2 separate regions of the Salvelinus alpinus genome follow, and region 1 is linked to region 2. Evidence: chromatin contacts called from public Hi-C data. All regions are on one chromosome and are shown on one strand. Each heading gives the region's core, a stretch centred on a gene start, on an enhancer-like site or on the middle of the called end of the contact. The rest is flanking DNA. Distances are from core to core; before and after follow the strand shown. Region 1 holds the start of LOC139554265 (histone-lysine N-methyltransferase 2B-like). Region 2 holds the start of LOC139554497 (protein argonaute-3-like).

Region 1 (4,773 bases), core at 2,017-4,516, 370 kb before region 2:
TGTATTTTTAAATATTGTGGTATGCCTGGCTGGGTCTCTATGCTTTTCACTGACAGTCTCAACTCATCAATCACCCAAATTGCGGGCCCTTCCGACTGTAGGCTATGCCATTTTAAACAATCCACAGCGTTTGATTTTTAAATAAGTTAATAATCCTCTGTGGCAAATTCATGCTTTCTGGTGTAGTAGCCTATTTTGAATCATTGAATGTATTTCTGTATAGACAGTATGCTAATTAGGATATATCATTTTGGAAATTCAATTAAATTTTGGTAAAGCTCAGCTTCCCCGAGCCTTATGGACGCGCCGCCTATGTATTCTAATATCTTCAAATTGCTCATGGGAGTTCGGTAAGAATGATGCACCCCGTTGCATGTTCTGTTAAGATGAATTACCATAAACTAAATGTGTTTTCTGTCATTCTAAGAACCGTAGGTGGAAGCCCTAATCATGTTACGCAACCAATGCATATGGATCCAGCACCTTTTTTAAATGTCAGGTAAATTAAAATGCTGCCAGGCAAATGTCCGGCGCCACATTTTCATAACGGAAACCCTGCCTGAACCTCTTTGTCATTTTTTGTCTCTTGATGTCTCTCATAGTTGACAGTCCACCGGCGACAGCTGTGCAAGGAGCGTCAGTGTGCGTGCAAGGACTGTGGCATGGTATTGCGGGGCCCAAACCAGTTACGCACCCACTGCCTCACCCAGCACCCCCAGCTGCTGGAAGAGGAGGATGATGACACCAAGACTCATCGTTGTGGCAAGTGCGGCCGCAGGTTTGAGATGGAGGTGGAGCTTGTGCTGCACCAGGAGAACTTTGTGGGTCATCGGCATTGCGATGCAAAAGTCCCAGCCAAAAAACGCGGACGCCCTCCCAAGAAAGTGTCTGTGGCTGAGCCAAAGTCTGCTGAGCGAGAGGCAGCTAATGGAGAGAAGAGTGGGAAAGCTGACGATGGGGGAGAGGAGCTTGTGGCAAAAGGAGGGAAACGACCGGGTCTACCCCATAAGGAGGAGCTCCAAATTCCCTGTCCTGAAGCTGAGTGTGACCTCATGTTCTCCTCTGTTGCCCTTCTCCGGGCCCACAAGAAGGAGAAGCACAGGCGGCCACCTCCACCTCTCAAGACTCAACCCTGCTCTGAGTGTGAAGAGAGCTATGCTCGACCGGAGCAGCTCAAAGCCCACATGGCCATGGCTCACGGCTATGGCCAACACAACTGCCCCACCTGCGGCAAGACCTTTGGCCGGGAGAGCAACCTAAAGGCACACCAGAAGACCCACACTGAGGGAGAAGAGGCAACAGACAAAGAAAATAGATAATCTGGGGAATGTCATCATGGACAATTTATGTAATGGTTAAAGGTGCAATATGCAGAAATTGCTTACCATTTTCTGGTTGCTAAAATTATAATAGTTTGCCTCATTTTAGTTTGTGACAAAACAAGCAATGTATAGCATAGAGAATCATTCTACCATCTAAACCACTGTGAAATATATTGCCAGCTGTTTGAGGCTGGTGTACAAACCCAAAAGTAAAAGCCGCAAAACGAAACTTGAGGAAATCATAGAAATAGCGCACATAGAACAGATCTACTGCTTCTTAGACTTGCTTTTGATGAGTTGCTTGCTTTCTATAACTCATAATTCTATGTGAATTTGGTCGGGTTACCTAAAAAGTTACATGCTGCAGCTTTTAAGAGTTTGGAAAATATAATTTGGTTAAAACAGGTGTTGATGTGGGTGGGTTTTTTATGTTCAAGATGGGAGTTTGGAATATGTGACATACCATTATGGATAAGCACTCAGTTGGATCATTAGCTTGTTCCTGGTTGCTCCCACGGATTATTTTGAAGTGCTTTTAGAACCCTCTAATGATGTGTACATGATCGTGAATTTCAACTGCCAGCCCCCTTCCAGGGTATGAATCTATTTCTATATTACCTCAAATGTGAGAAGATTTAGTAACTTATCATATTTATTTTAGTAGGAAATCAATGGGTTTTATGGTTTACATTTTAGTCATTTAGCAGATGCTCTTATCCAGAGCAACTTACAGGAGCAATTAGGGTTAAGTTCTTTGCTCAAGGGCACATCAACAGATTTGTCATCTAGTTAACTCGGGATTCGACCTTTCAGTTACTGGCCCATCGCTCTTAATCGCTGGGCAACCTACCGCCTTCAACATTCCACTCATCATTTAGTTTACGTTCCTGTCAAGGCATCTTCTGATCATGTAAATGTATATATATTGGTCCGGAGAATATATTGTTCTGTGAAGGATGTCGTTGTTGTGATATGATCTTGTACTTTTTTCATCCATAATTAAATAGTAAGGAGTGATTTTTAAATTGCAGTCTGTAATTTATGTGAATTTGAGGTTATGGGAAACTAGTGTGTGAACCTGAAATTAATGGAAAAGATTAGTACTGAGTTAGATCTTTTCCATTCATTGAGGTTGTGGCAGAAGGAGCTAGTGAGGATGGAGAATGAGGAGGAAATCCAAAGGCAGAAAAAGGAAAAGATGAGAGATCAAGGATGAATGAAGGTGAAAGAAAAAGAAAAAAGCCTAAAATAAAGCAACTGCTTGTAGTTGAGAATGGGAAAGAGGAGAATAACACCTGGAACCAGCTAAGGAGTGAGCTGGAGATTAACCTGGCTAAGAGAAGTGGGGGAGAAAAGGAGACGGCTAAGGAGGGATGGTTCCAGGTCAAAACCATTCTGGAGAAGAACAGCAGAGAGAAAGGAAAGAGGGATGGTGCTGTGGAGGAGGAAAAGGTTTACGAGGGATTGGTCGAGAAACAGGATGGTGGGTAGTGCTGTTGAAGGAGATGGATACTCTGAGAGTCACCATATAAAAATACTGGCAGGTGTTGAGCCAAATGGAAATGAGTATCATGGAGAAGGAATGCAGAAAGAGATGGAATGACATCGATTTTGAGGGGTATTTTATATTGCTGTGATCACTTAAGATCCTCATTACAAATAAGAATCTGTGTCGTTACCTGCACAACAATATATACATATTATGGCAAAAAGGAGAGAAACAAGTGGACAGAAGGGAAAAAAACGGTCAAAGTTGCAAACATTTACTGCAAGTGGACTGAATACTGAATAATAATGTATATTACTATACATGTATGTTTATGTTCTTTTATTTCTTTTTAATACGTTTAAACTTAATTGAAATATATAACACGAATAAAACAAAATGTATATGTACTCCACATTCATAAACCCTCAAAAACAACGCTGAGAATTCTGAAATTACAACAAACTCGTTTTCCCATGATGCAATGGTATTTCCTTCCTATCTCGCGCCTTTCCATCTTGTTTCACCAGAAGCGCTACAGACACAGCGCACCACCACCGTTGTTGTTATAGTAGTGAATAATGGCGGCAGCGGGAGAGGGATTATCATCTCCCGCTAATGTCGCGGGTTCCAGCACGCCGGCCGTAGCCCGGGCCCGTTTCCCGGGCCGGCCATGGACATCTCGTATTCGGCTACGATCGGAGAAACGTCCGCAGCTGGGAAGGTTGGGCTCGGAAAGTGGAGGGATAGTCACAGGAGGCCGAAGGCCCATCAACATTGGACTAACGTTGAGCGAGGACCCGTCACTGCTGCGTTTACTCGGGATTGCTGATAAACATAGGCGCCAGAGAGACGCGGGTTTCTACTCAAGCGGGAGTGGAGAGGTGAGTTTCCAAGCCGTGCAACAGCCCCACACCACAGACCCAATTAACACGTGTATGTTCCACAGCCTTCGCTGTGTAATATAGATTATATTGAGAATCAAGTGTCTGTAACGTTCGTTACCTGGCTACAGTAGGTATCCAACTATACAATTGTTCAAACTTCAAATCTTGCTGAACCAGAATCTGGGTTTACAGGTGACGTTCTAGCCGTATTCAACGCCTCTTTTATAAATCCGGATTGTGGTTCAAATGTTTGCTAGTTACTGTACCAATCCACTGTACTCGGTGACAAGTAAACGTTAGTAGCTAACAGTGATAACATCTCCTGACAGCCTTCTGACTGACATTAACGTTACCAGGATCTTTGATAATCGATGATTTTAGGCGGTGAAATTCGTGGTAGCCAACATGACTCTGTCTGGATACAAGTTTTTCTGCCAATTGAACTAGCTATACTAAAACAATGTAGTTAGCAAGTGATGCTATCTAGATAGCAACTTTTGCAACACAGTCACATTTTCACACATCCACCATCACTCTACGTAGTATCAACACAATATAACATATTTGGTATCAACGTTGCCCCTGTTCAGTCAGATTATGCCATAGTATCTGTCATTTAGTCCACTCCCGACAGCCCCCATCGTAAGTGAAAGATGTCTGGCCCTGTGGAACAGAAACGATCTTGAGATATTCCACTGCATGCTTTAAGTGGGCTACACCAAAAGCTTGGCCCGTGTGTCATTTAAACTAAGAGCAGTTTGTTCTAGCACCATAGCCTACTAGTATTGACAGTTAATTTTTATGTGAGTTTGTAATCGCATTATCAATCAAATTGGCGCTCATGCCATGCTCACCACAACTAGGCTAATTGCTGCGTGACATGCCCCATTCGGCAAGCAATTTAGAACTAGTCTACTGAGACCAGTGGTCACCAACCATTTCTGAGTGAAGATTACTTTGAGTCAAAATGCCACCCAAGATCTACCGATCAGAATAGATTTTTTTTTACATGACTTAATTTAAAAAACGTAAGCCTATGCAACATTAACGTATTACAAGCATTACTCTAGCCATGAGG
Region 2 (4,699 bases), core at 1,467-3,966:
ATCATATTTAGGTAGCCATTTCCCTCATTTGTGTTGTGGGATCTTGTCTATGTATAGTTGCCTGAGTGCACATCAGTAGCTTCACGTTATGTTTGATTGTTTGTTGTTTTGTTAGTTGAGTTTCAGTTTATTAAAATGATGTGGAACTCTACTCACGCTGCGCCTTGGTCTCATCATTATGACAATCGTGACAGAAGATCACACCACACACGGACCAAGCAGCGTGTTCAAGAGGAGCAGGGATCCTGGGCCCGGAAGAAAAGAGAGTGGAGGACATCCTGGACCTGGGAGGAGGTAATGTCAGGGGACAAGACCCTGCCATGGAAGCAGGCGGAGGCCCCGAAAGAGGAACGGCGACGATACGAGGGGACCATCCTCCTGGTCAATCTATGTCATGGAAAGAGCAGGTGTGCTTTATGTACTTAGTGTATATAAAATGTGATACATAACTTCATGGGCGTCACAAAATCATATACTAAAATATGAAAATTATGCTTGTCATGTCTCAAAATCAATATCTACCTAGCCTCTATATTGTTTTATGTCCTCTGGATTCAAGAAAAAAAAAGAGTTTAATGGTGAGCCTGTCAGTTTGCCTTAATTCTCGCACAGCATCCAGCTTAGCTGACGCAATGCCATTTTCCTGATTTTTTTTTTAGCACTTTTTTTCCTCTGGTCTACATTGATTTAGTCATCCTAATCTTGACCATTCGACAAGGGTAAAAACTCCAATAACTTTTGAACGGATTATGGTAGAGACATGAGGTTTGGACCATTGGTTTTCTTGGAGTGGTATCTTCTCAACTGTATTTTTTGATTTGACACCCTATGAAAAATAAACAAATAAATCACATATCGTATAGAAATACTTTAAATTATTCTTTGTATGATCATTTGTATAAAATATATCGATAACTGTGCACATTTTCTCACCCTAATTATTCATTAACAAAGTGTACAGGATAAGTGTATAGGATAGGACTAAGTCTTTTACGCTACTGCTACTCTCTGTTCATCATATATGCATAGTCCCTTTAACCATATCTACATGTACATACTACCTCAATCAGCCTGACTAACCGGTGTCTGTATGTAGCCTCGCTACTGTATATAGCCTGTCTTTTTACTGTTGTTTTATTTCTTTACCTACCTATTGTTCACCTAATACCTTTTTTTGCACTATTGGTTAGAGCCTGTAAGTAAGCATTTCACTGCTGTTGTATTCGGCGCACGTGACAAATAAACTTTGATTTGATTTGACTCATATTCTGAAGGACTCCAAAAATGTGGGAGCCTAGTGGAGTTTGGAGAACTTACAGTTTGGCTGAGGAGTGCGACGTTTCAGTAAGGTAAAATGGTAGAAGTTCGAATCAATTCAGCGTGTCGAGCAAAGTTGATGAAGATGAAAGTCCTGAATGGACAACTGTAGGGTCGAAAACTGGAACAAAAAAGGAAATTGTCTGAAATTGGAGTGGAAGATAAGTCTGTGAATGATAACGATTCGCTTCTTGTTGGGATGCGCTTGTTGAGTAAGGATGCCATATGTGGGAAACCTGTTTGAGGTGTGAATGCGCTGGGAAAAGTGGAGTCTGTCTGAGTGACCAGGAGTGGTCTTATTTTGATTGACTGTATTCATGAAAAACACAGGAAGATTGCAGTAGGCCTCAAAAGAATCGAGACAACAGAAGTTTCCTGCTTTGAACTTCGGAGTAGAGCACCCGTCAAAGGAGTCACCTCAGGGGTGACAACAGATGTTCAGGAAGAGATTTCCTGGTGTGGTTGGTGCCAGGCGTCTGACCCGCTGGGTGAATGACGAAAAATAAGAAAGTCAGTCGGCCCTGTTCTTTAAAAAAAAAAAAGAGCACCTACCTATGCATGTGAAGCTCAGTTATGTAAGATGTAAGAGCTTTTGTCCCCAAACCACTGCAGTGTAAGAACTGTAAAGGATTTGGCCATGTTTCAAGTGGGTGCAGACGAACAGATTATACTGAAGAACGGTGTGTAGAAGGACAACGGTGTTGCAATTGTGGTGGGGATCAGGATACCGAGTTCCCGAGTTCCGCCTCCGCATAGGAGATGCGGAGGCGATTCAATTCATTGAGAAAACAAGTGATGCTAGTGAAGATATGGTAGTGGATGCACCACAGCCTGTAGTAAATGTTTGCTGCCAGTCAAAAGATACCCAGTCTGTTAAAAAGGTGGATTTTGTGGCGTTCATTGCCACAGTTATAAACTGTACGGCTCAAGTCTCAAAGAAACTGGACATTATTGTGGCTGCGGCAGAAAAGACTTGCAGGGGGTACTTGAGCCAGAAGACGACACACTCTCCCAGGCTCCCCTTGAGCCTTTGTAAGGGATCCAATTTTTTATTTAAAACATTTTTTTACCCTCTTTTTCTCACCAATTTCGTGATATCCAATCACGATCTAATTACAATCTTGTCTCATCGCTGCAACGGGCTCAGGAGAGGCGAAGGTCGAGTCATGGGTCCCCCGAAACATGACAAGCGGACCCATGACAAGCCAAAGATTGTTTGATTTAGTTTATTTTTTGTAGTTTGGTTGTTTTTTTGTTATTGGTAGTTTGGCCGTTTTGGGGAATCCTGTTTCCATCCCGCACAGTAGGTGGCGGGATGTACATTAAATTGTGCAATCGCCAATATACCACAGAAGAAGACGATATCCGTGACCCGGAAAGTACTTAGTTAATCTTGCCCGCTTCACAGCGGTAGTACAGAGAACGCACCGGGGAGTGAAACACCAATTTGCCGGCAGAAGAACACCAAAAGGTTCACTTATATGGTCTGAAAAAACAAAGATGATGTTGATATTATCCTGGCAACTAATGACAAGGAGAAACCCTAAACGATCGAGATATAGCCTTAAAACCGTTCAGGAATAGGAGCAGTGGAGTATCCGAGGCTCTGAAATATTTTCTGGGACTTGAGTCTTTGAAAATATATATATATTGTCACCTGAGAAGAATTAGTGCTTTAACGAAAGGAAGGGGACACGTCGTTCAATTTGTGCCGGTTAACAACGGGGGCAATTTGGGAGGATCTCGGGTTAATTAAGCGGACACCACAGCGGCCCGTGCCCAAATCAGCGAGAGAAGCCGGGGTGTCGGCTTGATAGAGTGGTCGGGTGGAACGTCTCCAACGCTGAGGTAATAGCGTCAGACGAACAGGAGCTGCGTTGAGATTTGACCATTGGGAGCAGGGGACAGAGACCTCATGAATGGAAATCGGAACTTCAGGTATATTCATACACCTGTCTGTCAAACCCCTTATTCTTATTAAATTGTTGAAGTTTGGTGTTTAAGTTTTGTAGGCTGACTATCAGTTGCTATCCTTAAAGGATCCTTAAAGGATAGCATACAGTCAAAACCAAAAGAACCCGAGATCCTCCCAAATAAGCCTACCAATCAGATAATGCATGAAAATAAACACATCCAGGCCTTTCACTCTACTGTCTGGGTTAGAAAACGAATTTGGGTGACCAGACATACCATTGGTAAGATGATTTGCCGGATCAGCGTCTCGTCGGCAGCAACAAAAAAGTACTTCCGGGTCACAGAATTTGGGAACATTTCTAAATAAAAGTCCCCCACGTAATAGTAGAAACGTGTAAATAACCTGTATTTATTCATGATATGACAAATAATTGTCCAAACATTAACAATGATTCATATGTGTTCATATTTAAGAAATCATTTGCATTCAATTTGGGTTAAAAAAAAACATGTTTGAAGGTCAAATAAATCCCCTCAATGCGAATCACTGTATATGGTATACATATTGGCTTATAGAGCAAAAACTATTCTGGGTGCCGTAGTAAAAGTGTTATAGGGAATACTCAGTAGGGTCTGTAGATTGTATATACGGTGTCATTTCAAGGGATATGAATAATACGGAGTGTTGCTGGCCCTTTACTCCACCCGTTATATTGGCGGCCACAATGCAAATCACTATATAGAGCAAAACATATTCAGGGTGCCGCCGTAAAAGTATTGTAGGGAATACTTAGTAGAATTGTATATGTTGGTGTCATTTCATCGGGCTCTGAGTGTTGCTGGCCTTTTATGGATTGTTGCTGGCCTTACTGTGGTCAAATAGCTTAAAAATGGGCTGCCTGGACACTATACGGTACAAATATAGCACTGTACAGAAAACGTAGGGTAATAAATACTTAGAAGGATCTGTAGAATGTGTATATATGGTGTTATTTCATGGGGGACTGAGGTCTATATGCCCAGCAACACTTTCTACTCCACCCACTCAAATGGTCCCAATGCAATACACTGTAGGCCTATACATGTACATATTGGAGAAACTATTCAATGTTCAGAGGTAAAACTGTGGTTGGGAGTAGGCCTGTTGCGGTGACCGTATTACTGCCACACCGGCGGTCACGAGTCATGATGGCAGTCAAATTCCATGTGACCGTTTAGTCATGGTAATTAGGTTTCTCCAAGCTCTGATGCTGCTGATGGTCATTAGTAGCCTACCAAACTTGCTAACTGCCTGCTATTGAGCACTCTATTATCACTCTGACATCAATGCAGATGCATCCTCCATTCGCTATTTAAGTGCATAGATGACATGTACTTTTTTCCCGCTGCCCCTGTTTTGAGACCGGTGCATGGAAAGTAAATGTGGACAGTTCTTCCAATATCTTCAATATGCACCTCGGAATTTAAT

The links. Hi-C and Micro-C count contacts between places; a contact is called where the count stands out from the background.
Region 1: a Hi-C map of red muscle shows a contact between it and region 2, with 8 times the contacts expected there. The contact joins the promoter of LOC139554265 here to the promoter of LOC139554497 in region 2. A contact is called at or near these places in 2 of 3 Hi-C or Micro-C datasets (muscle and red muscle).

Annotation. Positions count from the first base shown.
Region 1 is chr26:5,566,985-5,571,757 of SLU_Salpinus.1, reverse strand. It overlaps LOC139554265 (histone-lysine N-methyltransferase 2B-like), which reads left to right and starts at 3,266. Exons shown (of 37, transcript XM_071367025.1): 1 at 3,266-3,692. The coding sequence starts at 3,390. It overlaps LOC139554266 (zinc finger protein 16-like), which reads left to right. Exons shown (of 5, transcript XM_071367026.1): 5 at 603-2,347. The coding sequence ends at 1,319.
Region 2 is chr26:5,198,087-5,202,785 of SLU_Salpinus.1, reverse strand. It overlaps LOC139554497 (protein argonaute-3-like), which reads left to right and starts at 2,716. Exons shown (of 19, transcript XM_071367324.1): 1 at 2,716-3,255. The coding sequence starts at 3,237.